Regions from separate parts of the Ovis aries genome. Here region 2 is linked to region 1. The links are chromatin contacts, called in public Hi-C maps. All regions are on one chromosome and are shown on one strand. Each heading gives the region's core, a stretch centred on a gene start, on an enhancer-like site or on the middle of the called end of the contact. The rest is flanking DNA. Distances are from core to core; before and after follow the strand shown. Region 1 holds the start of KIAA0319L (KIAA0319 like). Region 2 holds the start of C1H1orf216 (chromosome 1 C1orf216 homolog).

What was found. A called contact is a pair of places that touch in the nucleus more often than the background predicts.
Region 2: a contact with region 1 is called in a Hi-C map of hypothalamus, with 2.6 times the contacts expected there. The contact joins the promoter of C1H1orf216 here to the promoter of KIAA0319L in region 1. A contact is called at or near these places in 3 of 16 Hi-C or Micro-C datasets (hypothalamus, muscle and tail adipose tissue).

Annotation. Positions count from the first base shown.
Region 1 is chr1:10,534,758-10,541,842 of ARS-UI_Ramb_v3.0, forward strand. It overlaps KIAA0319L (KIAA0319 like), which reads right to left and starts at 4,077. Exons shown (of 21, transcript XM_027967686.3): 1 at 3,960-4,077; 2 at 565-731. The coding sequence starts at 703. NCDN (neurochondrin) reads left to right here and starts at 4,208. Exons shown (of 7, transcript XM_060418979.1): 1 at 4,208-4,618; 2 at 5,472-5,642; 3 at 6,742-7,085. The coding sequence starts at 4,586.
Region 2 is chr1:10,674,665-10,681,963 of ARS-UI_Ramb_v3.0, forward strand. It overlaps C1H1orf216 (chromosome 1 C1orf216 homolog), which reads right to left and starts at 2,227. Exons shown (of 2, transcript XM_015091857.4): 1 at 2,065-2,227.

The sequences.
Region 1 (7,085 bases), core at 2,827-5,326:
TAGCACTGTACTACACGCTTTAATTACTTTATCTTTTAAATCAAGTTGTGAGGTAGGTCTTATCCTTCCTTATAGACAATAGGTAACTTGCTCAAGGTTTTGTAGTTATTAAGTGGAAAGAAACATCCAGCTCTCAGACCCAGGTCTAACTTTGAAACCTTTATCTTTTCATTACATCTTCATGAAATCTCAAAATGACCATGCCGATCCTCTTTTATGAGAAAGAACCCAGGGACTTCCCTGGCGGTACAGTGGTTAAGACTCTGCGCTTCCATTGCAGGTTCCATCTTCAGTCGGGGAACTAAGAATCCTGAATGCCACGTGGCAACAAGACAAAAAAAAAAAATTTTTTTCCAAAAAATAAAAAAAGAGAAAGAATCCAATTTAAATTTTGGTCTAAAACAAAACAGACAAACAAATAAACCCAACAAACTAAGTGTTCACCAAAAGGGTGACCATTTCTATCAATTAGCTCTTCTGGCTCTTACTAGTCTTTAAAATGAACTGACAGACTCACACAAAGTACCCTTTTAAAAAAATCTTAAATATTAAAGAAAATGGTACCTGTTGACAACCACAGGGCACTGAAGCAGAAGCAAATATAAAGCAGGCACAAGCTTTTCAACTGCTTCACAAACGTCTGCCAACAAAATCTTGATAAAATCCAAGAAGTACGGCTTGGCTTGATTCCCAGCTTCTCCATGGCCTTCCAGACAGGCAGAACCAGTCCACTAGAAAGACAGAAAAAGAAGAAATTATATGCCAAGTAATTAATAATTGATTCCTCGAAATGCAGAGTGCTAGACAGTGTGACAGATTAAGGAGAAGAGAAATCTCAGGGTTGTCTTTCACTGTTCATACCTGTCTATAAACCTCAAACCTGAGCTCTGACATAGCCTGTAATTATCAGGATAGAAACACAGCAAGGGATATGAAATGAATCCACTGTAAAGCTGCAACACTTTATATTCCATTATTTTCTAATCTGACAGTTAATCCTCTATGTGGAAGAGTGGAAAGTGCGCCCGACTGAAAAAAAAGATCTGAGTTTCAGTTCTAGCTCTGCTAACAGCTTTGTGACTTCATCCAAATACTGTTTTCTTATCTGTGAAGAGGAGAGTTCGGCGCATCACAGGTGAACTGATCCGGAGGTTTTTCTAGCTATGTGTTTAGAAAGCTTCCGTGTGACTGTCATTAGCTAAGGCGTGCATTCTCCACTTTGCTATTGTCCCCAGCACTCTTATCTTTAAAATCTATCCAGTTTACGCTTTGATGTCACCTCCAGGATCCGCAGAATCATTAGCAATTCCTGACTTAAATTCATATATCCACTCAACAAGTATTTACACAACCCCTATTTTGTACTAGACATCCAGAATCTACGGGTTGAATGACAGGTCCCTTTCAGAAGAAAAAAAAAATGACTTTCCATCAGTTTCTTCTTACACAACTTTCCTATATTGTATCAATTATTATATAAATGTCGGCAGCATTATGAGGGTTGACTGAGTTCTGAAGAAGCAATTCAAAAATCTTCTGTGCTAAATATGCACCTGTTATCCACATCTAGAAAATGGCACAGACTGACAACCCCCAATCCTAGCCCAGCACTGTCTAGGTTGGATATCCATATCAGGAAATAGACAAACACACACACAGAACTGCAAAACTAAGGTACAGCCCACCCAAGAAAAAGTGTTCACTGAGCCTTAAGCACCTGAAGGACATCCTCTTTCTCATTCACTTCCGTCCATTCCTATTTCCAGTGGTTTGTCATTGTATGTTAGGGGGAAGGGGACAGAAAGGTGTGCAGGCCAGACACATGCTCAAGGATTATGAAGTGGAGCCTAAGTTAGAAAGTATATCCAGCAACCTAGCCTCCCAAGATGGAAAGACTGAATGTGCACGTGAGTGTGTATGTATGAATCTCACCCAACACGTTACTGCCTACCACAAAAGGATTTTAAATTCAAGGTGACTCAACACCTGTCATCAATATCGTGGCAGGTGGGCGATAGAAGCATAAAAGAAATGAATAGGTTTTAAAAACGGGAGTAATAAACACCACTGGATTGGCAAGCTGATTAGGGAAGGGCAAGGTCTCACAAACCGTGCAGGAAACAGGGGCGGTTATTTTCTTGTGAACTCCCAATCAGTCTTTCCTCTGAAACCTACAATTGCTTAAGGGCACAAATCACTGCTAGGGTCCAGTCAAAGCCTTGCTGACCAGAGGCAGGAACAACAACACAACACCAAGATCCAAATGGCTTGTTACAGAATCAAAGGGAAACAGCCCAGGGAGAGAACACACACCCCCACAATACTTGACAAATGAAAATCTAGAAAAGCAAGCAAGAGTTCTGGCATTTAGGGCGTTACAAGTACACCCGAAATAAAAGCACTCTCTGTTGCAGCAGCTGTTCAGACAGAGCAGGGGGTAATGTTTACTTAATACTTCAGGTTGATGGGGGATGTATCATAGTTCAGTCTGTCAGCTACATACGTGGAACTCCATTTATGTACCCAGCGATAAGATGTTTGGACAACGACAGAGCACGTCTGAAACAGCCTATTCAGCTAGTATGAGTAATCAAGAATAAAGCTCTTTAAAAAAAAAAGTCTCAGATATTCAGGAAAGTTACAGAACAGACTGCCATGAATAGCTTTGCTTATATTTGCAGACATTGTTTCCCAAATAGCTGGAAAAATGAACAGATTGTTCTGGGAGGTCGTCCTTCCAACTTGTTCCCTAGCTTCCAGTCTGTTAATCAGATCAGAAAGCACAAGGAGAGTCAGTTAATACTCTTCACTAACTGCTGCTGCTAAGTCACTTCAGTCGTGTCCGACTCTGTGCGACCCCATAGACGGCGGCCCAAAAGGCTCCCCCGTCCCTGGAATTCCCCAGGCAAGAACACTGGAGTGGGTTGCCATTTCCTTCTCCAATGCATGAAAGTGAAAAGTGAAAGTGAAGTCGCTCAGTCGTGTCCGACCTCAGCGACCCCATGGACTGCAGCCTTCCAGGCTCCTCCGTCCATGGGATTTTCCAGGCGAGAGTACTGGAGTAGGGCGCCACTGCATCTGTCGTCAATTGGGCACAAGCACTGTGAGGTGAACGGAAGCAAAGCTTTTCTCTCGACTTCCTTCATTTCACTTCATTTGTGCTCACTGCAACCACCATAGGACCCCTCTGGGGGGCATAATTATCCGTGTCCTGAATAAGGCAGGTTTCGCAACGTAATGTACAAGTAGCGCTCAGCCCCGCCCCCCTTATTCAGCATCAACGTGCTGTCTTGGTGGGGAGAACACACACCAGAGACAGTAACTAGGGGCGAGGAAGGAAAGAGACCAGTAGCGTCTCGGGGCCGGTCGGTCTGTCTGTCTGTCAGGGGATGGAGGGAATAGCAGGACCAGGCCCGGGCCCCCCCAAAAAAGGGCTCAGCCTGGGACTCCAGCTCGGCACCTGCAAAGCCAGAAGCAGCTGGCTGTCCTAGCCGGGCCAGGAGCGCCACCTCCGGGTCCCAACACCCGGCCAGCGCACCCCCAGAAATAGCCCGTCCCGCTCGCCCCTCCCATGGGCTCGTGGTCCTCGGCCCGGCAGCCAGCCGCCCCCGGCCACCTACCGGGGCTCAGGGCCACACAGCGGGACCCCGGCTCTCGGCGGCCTCCGCCTCCTCCCGGTCCATGGGGTCGGGGCCCCAACCTCCGCTCCCCTCACCCGGAGGAGGAGGAAAAGGAAGAAGCGAACGCGGGCTCCCCACCCGGACAGCTCGCTCTCGCCTCAGCTGCCCTGGACCGCGACGATGGCCGGAAACGCCGCCCCCTCCCACCTCCCGGTCTCAACCCGGAAACACACTCTCCATGCTAAACAAGCCCTCCCGGCCCCCACCCCCCCGGAAGCTCAATTCTAGCCGCGAGCCCGCGTGGGAGGAGGGGCAGTGCTGGAGGGTAGAACTACGCACGAGCGAAGGAACCTGGATCCCCAGGCTGTCGCCTCCTGCTCTCCAGAGGCGGTGTGCACCTTCGCCCGCCGGGCGCGAGCCCCAGGCCCCAGACTCGGGCAATACCCACAAGCAAGATGGCGGCAGCGGCAGCACCCCCTACGGCTTAGCGCCCAGCCGTGCTATTGGCTGGAGCCTGGAGTGAGGCCGCCGCGGATTGGTCGAGAGCGCTGCGGGGGTAGGGGTGGAGCTGCAGCACCCCGGCGCCTGGAGTGGGCAACGCGGCGTGAGCAGCGGCCCCAGGCTCCCGGAGCATCGCGCTCGGAGAAGACTTCGCCGCTCGGGGCCGCAGCCTGGTGAGCTCAGCCCCCTTCAGGCCCTCCCCTCCATCCCAGCCGGGGCCGCTCCGAGCCGGCGCGGATCGATGCCGACACACCCCGGGGACCCTATCGCGACATCACCGTGCCCTGTCGAGACTCCATTTTGTCGCAGCCCTTCTCAACATATAGCTATATCTTTTTTTAAAAAAAATTTGCCCTGTCATCTTTGGGGGCTGTCCCATGTCGTGGTATTGCCGTGATCTCTCCGTGACATCACCGCGCCATCGTGAAGTGTGATCTCATCGCCGCCCTGTCGTGACTTCATCAATGTCGTGTTGTGACCTGGCTGCGGCGGGACAGGTGGTGACCGCCGGAAACCCTCCTCCCCTTCTCATCTCCCCATCTCAGCGGCCCCGCTTCGATTATCCGGCTTTTGGATTATCCGTTGTCCTGGGAGCTACCCGGGACCCCTTCTTGCTTCTCCAGCCCCTGCAGGCATCCACAGGCTGGTAGCCGGATGGGGAGGGTGAGGAGAGGGAGCGCAAGGGGTTAATTCTGCTGCTGCTGCTGCTGCTGCTGCTGCTGCTGCTGCTGCTGCTGCTGCAGCTTCTGCCCGAGGGAGGGAAAGGAGAGGAGGCACAGAGCCTGCGGGGGCGACTGAGAGCCCTGGCTGGAGGGGTGGCGTCCCCAGAGGGGCCTCTGAGCCTTCCCTGGGTCAGCGCCCTGCGCCCTCACTTCTACTGAAGCCTGTGTCCTGTGTCTTCTGAAGAAGGGAGGGGAAAGGAAACCTAGCATGCCCTTTTCCCTCATGTCAGCCTGAGTCCGGATAATCGAACTTCACCATGTACGTTTCCATTCCTCCCTGTCCGTCCTCACCACTCCTTCCTTGTATGCCTGGTGGAGGGAAACAAAACCTGGCCTTTGGTGCAGGGGGCAGCGGAGCAGTGGGGCCAGCCCTTTCCCGCCCCCAGGAGACTGTTGAGGAGAGCTGTCCAACTGAGCAGCAGGATGCATGGTCCTTCTCTCCCACTTTCCAGAGGTGACCTTGGACCAGGGTCCCTTCTTCATCCCTAAGGACTTGAGGGTCCAGCCCCTTAAAGGGGCTCCCCCAGGGGAGGTCAGTCCTGAGGAGTCCATCCCTCCTGATCCTCCCCTCCCTCTGTGCTAATCCCTCCCTCCCTCCTCCACTCCCACCCCCACCCCTCCTCTGCAGAGGGATGCTCAGTCCCTCTTGTGTTCACAGTTGGGCAAGGCGGGCATCATGGCCTCGGATTGCGAGCCAGCTCTGAACCAGGCAGAGAGCCGAAACCCCACCCTGGAGCGCTACCTGGGAGCCCTCCGTGAGGCCAAGAATGACAGCGAGCAGTTTGCAGCCCTGCTGCTAGTAAGGAACTGACTGACAGCTGGGAGGTGGGAAGGGCTGGGTGGTTGGGCCCTCTAGGAATGGGGTCAACAAGTCCCCAAGGATATGTAGGTGCCGCTGGTAAACCTAGAGGCACCAAAGAAGGTCCAAGGCACGTACCTGTGGACTCGTTTTTGCTCCCGCTGCATGTGGGAGCAAAGGGGGAAGTAAGCGTGAAGAAAGCTTGCGGCTGTTAGGAGCCTTGGAGGAGGCTGCCTGGGTCTGCCCTTTGGGGCGTCCCAGAGCAGATGGGAGCTGACTCATAGGGTAACAGCAGCAGGTAGTAACCAGTGCAGAATACTTGATGGCTGGGGATGCATGTTCTGGAGGTGGAGAGAGTCGCAGGACTGGAAGTGACTGGGAAAGGGTCCCTGGGGATGGCCAGAATGGGTATGTAGGTTGGGGATGAAGGAGCTGGTTTGGGGCTCAGCCCTCTTGGAAGAACCCAAGCTGGGGACAGCAGGACAGGAGCTGCAGTGCTGGGAAGGGGGGGCTGGTGTGTGGGGGGTGAAGGGAGGAGGGAGTACAGCCTGCTTGTTTGCCATGGCAACAGGGAGACGGCTCCAGAGTCAAGGGCTCACACTGCAGCAGAGGAGGTGTTTAGGTGAAATGTAAGGGGAAATGTTTTGACAGGCAGAGCGGCGAGACACAGGAGCCATTTCCCCTGAGAAGGTGGCGGGAATGGATGAGAGACTTCTCGAGGGAGTGATTAGAGAGGGACCCCAAGTCCTTGGAGAATTTTAAACACTGAGTTCCAACCTCTTGCAACTCAGATGTTGGGCCTCTAGCTCAGACATCAAGAACTTTCCAGCTAACAGGGTAACGACATGGCAGAAAGAACAGTTGAGGAGGACTGGACCTTCCTTCTGCAAGGATCCTAGAGGAGGGATCCCAGAGGCCACACTTGTCTGCCTCAGGGGAGAAGGAAGGAGCTGGATAAGGTGATCTCTGGGAGGCTTCCTGACCCCAGAGTGAGTCCTGTTACATAACCTAGTTCTGCTGATGGTCCACCCCCAGAGTGCAGGGCAGAGTCTTTGCCAGCCCTTCCTTCCATCCTGCTGATTGCACATACCTCCCTCAGGTGACCAAGGCAGTGAAAGCAGGTGACATCGATGCCAAAACTCGGCGGCGGATCTTTGATGCCGTCGGTTTCACCTTCCCCAATCGACTCCTGACCACCAAGGAGGCGCCGGATGGCTGCCCCGACCACGTTCTCCGGGCCCTGGGCGTGGCCCTGCTGGCCTGCTTCTGCAGTGACCCTGAACTAGCCGCCCATCCCCAGGTCCTGAACAAGATCCCCATCCTTAGCACCTTCCTCACAGCCCGGGGGGACCCTGACGATGCTGCCCGCCGTTCCATGGTCGATGACACCTACCAGTGCCTGACAGCCGTGGCAGGCACCCCCCGTGGGCCGCGACACCTCAT
Region 2 (7,299 bases), core at 977-3,476, 140 kb after region 1:
TTCCCTCTCTGCCGATTCTCAGTCTCCTCACAGGGTTCTCCCTCGGCCCTGAGGCAAGCTGTCCTCTCCTTGTAGGCACTTCTCCCCAGATGACCTCATCTTCTGCTGGAGGTTCGAGAACTTCCATGTGTTGGTGGCTCTCGGATCTGACAGGGAGTCAGATCCAACTGCTGCTGAATTCTGCAACCAACCACAGGCTCCTCAGAGTCTGCACGGCCTGCCCTGCTCCCTGTTCAGTGTCCTTAGCCAAGCAGGCCCACTCTCCTGTCACAGCAACCGGAAACTGCAGGCATTCACACGTGCACGCTCGTGTGCAAACATCTCCCCTTTCTCTTGGTGTGGGCCACCTCTAAACTGGATTACTGACTGCTATGACTTTTCACTGACCTCTCTGCCTCTAATTTAAAATGTAAATTTGTCATGGCTCCTGCCCTAACCTCCTGCTAAACCTCTTCCTGGCCTAAGAGGCTGTGTTTCTTCTGGCTCCTGCTCACTGCTTCAGACCTGTCTCTTACCACTCTCAGCCCCTCCCACCATCCCAAACTGCTCAGAGATCTCAGAACACACCATTATTCTCCTTCCACAATCCCCTTGGCCCAACATATACTTCCTCTCCCCTTCCCTCCCAGCTCTTCCCTTTTCCACCGGCAGATTCTTTTTCATACACTAAGTGAAGTGAAAGCCGGCCCTATGGACTATACAGTCCACAGAATTCTCCAGGCCAGAATACTGGAGTGGGCAGCCTTTCCCTTCTTCAGGGGATCTTCCCAGCCCAGGGATGGAACCCAGGTCTCCCGCACTGCAGGCAGATTCTTTACAGAGCAGAGCCACAGGGAAGTCTTTGTATGCTAAGATTCGGCTCTAAAATCCCCACCTTCCTGAAACCATCCTGACGTTCTCCCCGCTGCTCCTGTATCCTGTATACACAAACACACAGCCAACTGTGCCTTCCTCTGGGTCCTCACTGCTTGGATACATGCAGTCTTATGCCTGTTCGTTTCTTGTCCCTGGCACATAGTTGATGGTCAGTAAATGTCTATAAACTTTCCTCTATCTTGTCATAGCAGCCTCCTGGCCCCACTACTGGACATGGAATTCCTCTCTATAACCTCTACCATGTTCAGGACCCAGCACAGAACCTGGCACTGAGCAGGTGGCAGTACCTCCTTGCTGAGTGAGTGAATAGGGCAGTTGGATCCGGGCTGCTGACAGCTCAGGGCTGGGAGAGCTGGGTTGGGTTCCCTCCACTGCCCAGTGAGGAAGCCCTTCTCCCACTGACAAGCCTCTCTTCTGGCTTCACCCCTTCCTTCCATGTTTATTACTATCCCGGGTCCCTGCCTCTATCTTGCTCCATCCTGAGGCCATGGAGAGAGGACACACCACATTATTCTTTCCTTCCCAATAACCGACTTCTCCCCAGATCTGAATTTAAATTGACAAGAAGTTTCTCCTGACTGTAAATTACTAGGATTAGAAAAACGGAATCAGTAAGAGTAAGGGGGAGTGTCAGTGAATGTGGCAGGGCCCCTCCCCACATCCAGCACAGTACTGGCAAGAAGTCCTGGGGGCAACGGTGTAGGGACAGTCCCTTGGAAACCTACAGACTCCATCCCGCTAAGCGAGGTGCCAGGAGATGGTCCCGCCCAAATGTTTTCTTTTTTTCTAAACTTGGGCGGGGCCGTGAAGCAAGCTGGAAGGAGGTGGGGGCGGTGCTAAAGATCAAGGGGTTCTCAGGGAAGGTAAAATGGGAGCCGAGAGACCCTGGCATCAGGCTTCTCGCCAAGCTAATCCGCAATTTGTCGGGGGTGGGTGCGGTGGGGCGGGGATGGTGAAGGTGGGAGGTGGGGGGGCTGGGGGGTGGTGGTAGGGATGAGCGAAGGCGGCTTCCGTTCCTGCCTAGACTTGCGGGAAAGGGATACCATCCCCAGGAGACAGAGGATCCAGACCATCCTTCCCTAATCCTCCCCCCAACCCCCCCGACCAGCAAAAAGCAGCTGGGCAGAGGCAACGACCCCCGCCCCTTGCGGCTGGGGTCTAAACCCTCCCGCTCCGGCCCCGACTCACGGCCTGGAGGCGCCGCCCCGCCCGGCTGGCTCCGGTGGCTCGGTCCCCGCGGCAGGAACTGCTCCCTCGGGGCTGGGGAGGTGGTCCCTCGGCCTGGGCGTCCCCGCGGGTCGGGGCGTGGGGTGCGGGTTCCCGGGCGCTGCGCCCAGCCCAGGCCTGGACTGCGGAGTCGGGCGGCGTCAGCGCGGCGGGGCGGGGCGGCCTGGCCCACGTGGGCCGGTTCGGTTTTCTGCGAAGCCGCTCGCAGGTCCGAGCGCCGGAACCTCCTCCCCCGCCTCCGGCAGCCTGGACTGAGACTTGCAGGTCCTGTTTAATTTCTTAACTGCATTCACTGTGTCTCCCCGATCGGTTTGCCTCACAGTGACATTTTCAGAATGAAAATCTGATCGTGTCATCACCACCCTCCAGCCTAAAAGCCATCAGTGGCTTCCGCATTACCGCTTAAATCCTTAAGGCAAGCCGCAGTGGGGCTCAGCATCTTGCTCTCCGGCTTCAGCCTTTGCCCTTGGGTTCTGCAGCTGAGCAGCCTCGCGCTCCTTTCTGCCGCACTGTTCCCTCTGCTTAAAATTCTCTCTCCTCTCAAATCTCAGATCTCTTCTCAGGTAAACCTTCTCTGACCTCCTAAGCAGACAGTTCCCCTTATTATATTATCCCAAGGCTTTTTTTTTTTTTTTCCACAATTTGAAATTATATGTTCGTTTTGTGCTTATTTCATTAAAGTCACTTAATTAACAGAATAATTGCCGACTCTAATGATAAAACCAAAAAGCACTGGCTGCCCTCAGGGAGAGGCAGCCCCGGAAAGACGTCTGTGACAAATTTAGCCTTTAGGGCAAGTGAGCTTCCAGGAGGTCCCTTCCATACCCACAGCTTTACTGAGTAAACCCAGCAATTTGCTTATACCTTTCTCATGCTACCCCCTCCATGCCACCAATTAAATATGATTCATCTTTCAATCATAATACGTTTAAAAACCCTGGAAAGGCAGAGGAACCAGAGATCAAATTGCCAGCATTCACTGGATCATAGAGAAAGCAAAGGAATTCCAGAAAAACATCTACTTCTGTTTCATTGACTATGCTAAAGCCTTTGACTGTGTGGATCATAACAAACTGTGGAAAGCTCTTAAAGAGACCGGAACACCAGACGTCTTAAGTGTCTCCTGAGAAACCTTTATGTGGGTCAAGAAGTGACAGTTAGAACCCTGTATGGAACAACTGATTGACTCAAGATGGAGAAATCAGCACAGCAGGGCTGTCTGCTGTCATTCTGTTTAATTTATATACTGAGCACATCATGGGAAATGCCAGGCTGGATGAGTTATGAGCTGGAATCAAGATAGGTGGGAGAAATATCAACAACTCAGATATACAGATGATACCACTCTAATGGCAGAAAGTGATGAGGTACTGAGGAGACTCTGGATGACGGTAAAGGAGGAGAGAGAAAGAGCCGGCTTAAAACTAAATATTAAAAAAACTAAGATCATGGCATCCAGCCCCATTACTTCATGACAAATAGAAGGGGAAAATGTGGAAGTAGTGACAGATTTCCTCTTCTTGGGCTCTAACGTCGCTATGGATGGTGACTGCAGCCATGAAATCAGAAGATGATTGCTTCTTGGCAGCAATGCTATGGCAAACCTAGACAGTGTGTTGGAAAGCAGAGACATTACTCTACCAACAAAGATTCGAATAGTCAAGGCTGTGGTCTTCCTGGTGGTCTTGTATGGTTCTGAGAGCTGGACCATAAAGAAGGCAGAGCTCCAAAGAATTGATGGCTTCGAACTGTGGTGCTAGGGAAGACTCTTGAAAGTCCCTGTACAGCAAGGAGATCAAACCAATCAATCTTAAGGGAAATCAACCCTGAATACTCATTGGAAGAACCGATGCTGAAGCTGAAGCTCCAGTATTTTGGTCATCTGATGAGAACAGCATCAGATTTGTTGGAAAAGTCCCTGATGGTGGGAAAGATTGAAGGCAGGAAGGGGAAGAGGGTGTCAGAGGATGAGATGGCTGGATGGCCTCACTGATGCAATGGACTTAAACTTGGGCAAATTTCAGGAGATGGTGAGGGACAGGGAAGCCTGGCGTGCTGCAGTCCATGGGGTTGCAAAGAGTCAGACATGACTGGGTGACTGAACAACGACAACCAGTGGTTAGGATCTGTGCTTTCACTGCCAAGGGTTTGGATTCCATCCCTGGTTGGAGAACTAAAATCCCACAAGCTGTGCCTGGAGGCCAAAAAAGTACCCTTGTCTTTCCCTCTTCCCTTTCTTTTGCTTTTTTTTGTTTGTTTGTTTAAAGAGGAAGAATTTGTTTCTGATCTCCATGATAAGCCATCCTCTTCCATTTCCAACTTAATTCCAATTTACCATTCTGCAACCTAGAGAGTTCCCTCGTGGCTCAGATGGTAAAGAATCTGCCTGCTATGCAGGAGATCTGGGTTTAGTCTTTGGATCGGGAAGATCCCCTGGAGAAGGAAATAGCAACCCACTCCAGTATTCTTGCCTGGAGGATCCCATGGACAGAGGAGCCTAGCAGGCTATATAGTCCATGGGGGTGGCAAAGAGTCAGTCACAACTGAGTGACTAGAGAGTAAATAGCAAATTAAATCACAACAAATCCTGTATATAAAATAAGGGAAATAGAAAAGAAAAAATATATAATTATGAAAATTCGTATTTTAAGAGGGAAGAGGAAATAAAAAGGAAAGGCAGAAGTAACTCAAGCTTTGGACACTCCTCCAGCTAAAAATACACACGCAGAGGCCTCAGCTCCATTTCCGCATCAGGTACTGAGGCCTAACTAGCGCCCCTTTCCCTTCTCTCCTGAAAGTTCCCCTTCAACTGGAGTTTCCTTCCTTCTGATGTGACCCAAATCCTCACTTGTAAAGTCTCTGAGCTTTGGTGGTCTGCAATGATGCAGGTCTCCTGTGTCATATAGTCACAGCCTGATCTAATTATTTGGTGAGTCCTGAAAAGCTCCTCTTGCCTCTCCTTTGGGCCTGGTCTCTCCTAGCTCTAACTGGGTGGATCTCATGGAAGTTTGAGGAGCCTAAGATTACGACTCCCACTCTAGGTGAGTCAGAGTCCTTCTCTGGGAATTTCTGAAATAAAATTAAAGGAAGGCAAGGCAAGGAAGATGTGAGCCTAGGGCCACAACAGTCACATTCTTTGCCAAATAGAAGTCAGCCTATTTGTAGGAGAAAGTAGTCTGCATGTCTGTGACAGGCAGACACAGAAAGACAAAAGTCCTGCGAATAGTCCTGTCCTTGTTTCCTGAGGCCTTGGTATACCTTGCAACAAGGCCCTTATTTTTTCAAGCCCGACTCGAGGGGATTTTCTCTGACTGGCAATTGAAGAATCTTGATTAATACAAGAGTACAGAGTGGTCCCCTGGGTCCCACTCAGGTACCTCCCAGCCCTCATTAAGTAGTAGCAATTCTATTTCCCCTTAATAGTCCTTATCAGTCCAGCCTACAGTGTGACCTCCTTTCTCCTATTCCTGTAGTATTATGAGGAGCCCAGAATACAGCGGAATCATCTTTGCATTGCCTGGTTAGAAACATTCTTCCCTAGATGCTAAAACCTCCTGAACTGCAGGATGTAGAATGTCAGAGACAGGAGGCAGACTCTGAGAAAGTCATTAGGTACAATCGCATAACACGCTACACCTGCCTCTACCCCTTCCTGTGTATTCTGGCTACAAAAAATAATAAAAACAACTATAAACCGATTGTTTATTTAAAACCTCTATTACAGTCGGTGTGCAATAACCTGACAGAGCTGAGTCATCAGTTGGTCACTCCACTGTTCTATAAAGCTGGTTATTTCTAAATAACAATACCTGACAAGTGAATTCCAAGGGCATCTCTTTCCTTAGCCAAGGATCATGTTGGGTGGGGTACTCTAACACTGTATAATTAACGAAGTAAGTGCTCTGACAGTGGTCCTGGCAATTCCAGGATTTTCAGACAGCTGGAAGCCTAGAGGATAAAAATCCCTCCAGGAGGGAAGGGGAGTCCATGACTACAGAAAAGCAGAAACGTAGATGTCTGATATGGGCTTCCCTGGTCGCTTAGTAGTAAAGAATCCGCCTGAAATGCAGGAGATGTGGGTTCAATCCCTGGGTGGGGAGGATGCCCTGGAGAAGGAAATGGCAACCCACTCCAGTATTCTTGCCTGGGAAATCCCATGGACAGACGAGCCTGGTGGGCTACAGTCCATGAAGTTGCAAGAGTTGGACACGACTGAGCGTCTGAACTACCACCACCAGTTGTCTGTTCTTCAGCCACCAGAGGCTTCCTTAGTCAGGCTGCCAGGCAATCAGTCTCCCCAGGTGAAGGGGGGGTCTGTGGCTGTGTCCACCCAGCTACAAAGGGACTTAACTGGCAGGGACACAGAAATCACCCGAGATGGACAGAACCAGCCTGAACAGGGCTCTGTAGCAGGCCAGCCCATCATGTGGCAGTGAACTGATATCTTGGTGAGCAGACAGATATCAGAGCTAAGATTGGCTAGCAAGGAGTAACCAGATCCAGGTCCAACGGGCTGGGGATGTCAGACAAGGAGACAAGGGAACATGAGAGAAATTTCTACTTCAGGTAATAGAATCAACATGAGCTCCTCTCTAGGTGGATAATTTCTCAGTGTCAGTACTCCTGGGAGAAAGAGATGGGTAGGATCAAAGTGTTTCGGTCTCAAGGACCTTGCCCCTTCCCATCCATTCATTCACATTCAGCACCCGATTACCTGCTTTGTGCCAGGGAATGAATCAGCACAGAATCAGGACTGGTGGACAGCACTGTGTTTAGAAAGGGAAATAGAAAAGAGTGGGCTATACAAGGTGACAGATTCTGCAACAGAGCTTGAAGACAAAATTAATGAGCCCAAAAGAGGGTAAGGAAAGGCTTCACAGAGGGAATATTTGAAGGCCTTGAAGAATGACTCAAAGCTCACCGAGAGAAAGCAAGTGAAGGCAGAAGAAACCGAATGCAGAGTGTGTGTTCGGATAACACAGAGGAGGCCAGTATGGCTGGAGCTTGAGGGGCAAATGGAGATGGGAGACCAGGCTGCAGGATAAATCTGGCCCATTTGTGAAAGGCTTTGACCACCATTCCATGGACCTTGGGCTTCATCTTGTGGATGGCAGGAAGGTAGATGAGGAAGCTCCCAAAGATTCCACAGCAAAGCAAAGCACTGGCATCTGATCTTGGGGGACAAGCTATTAGGCT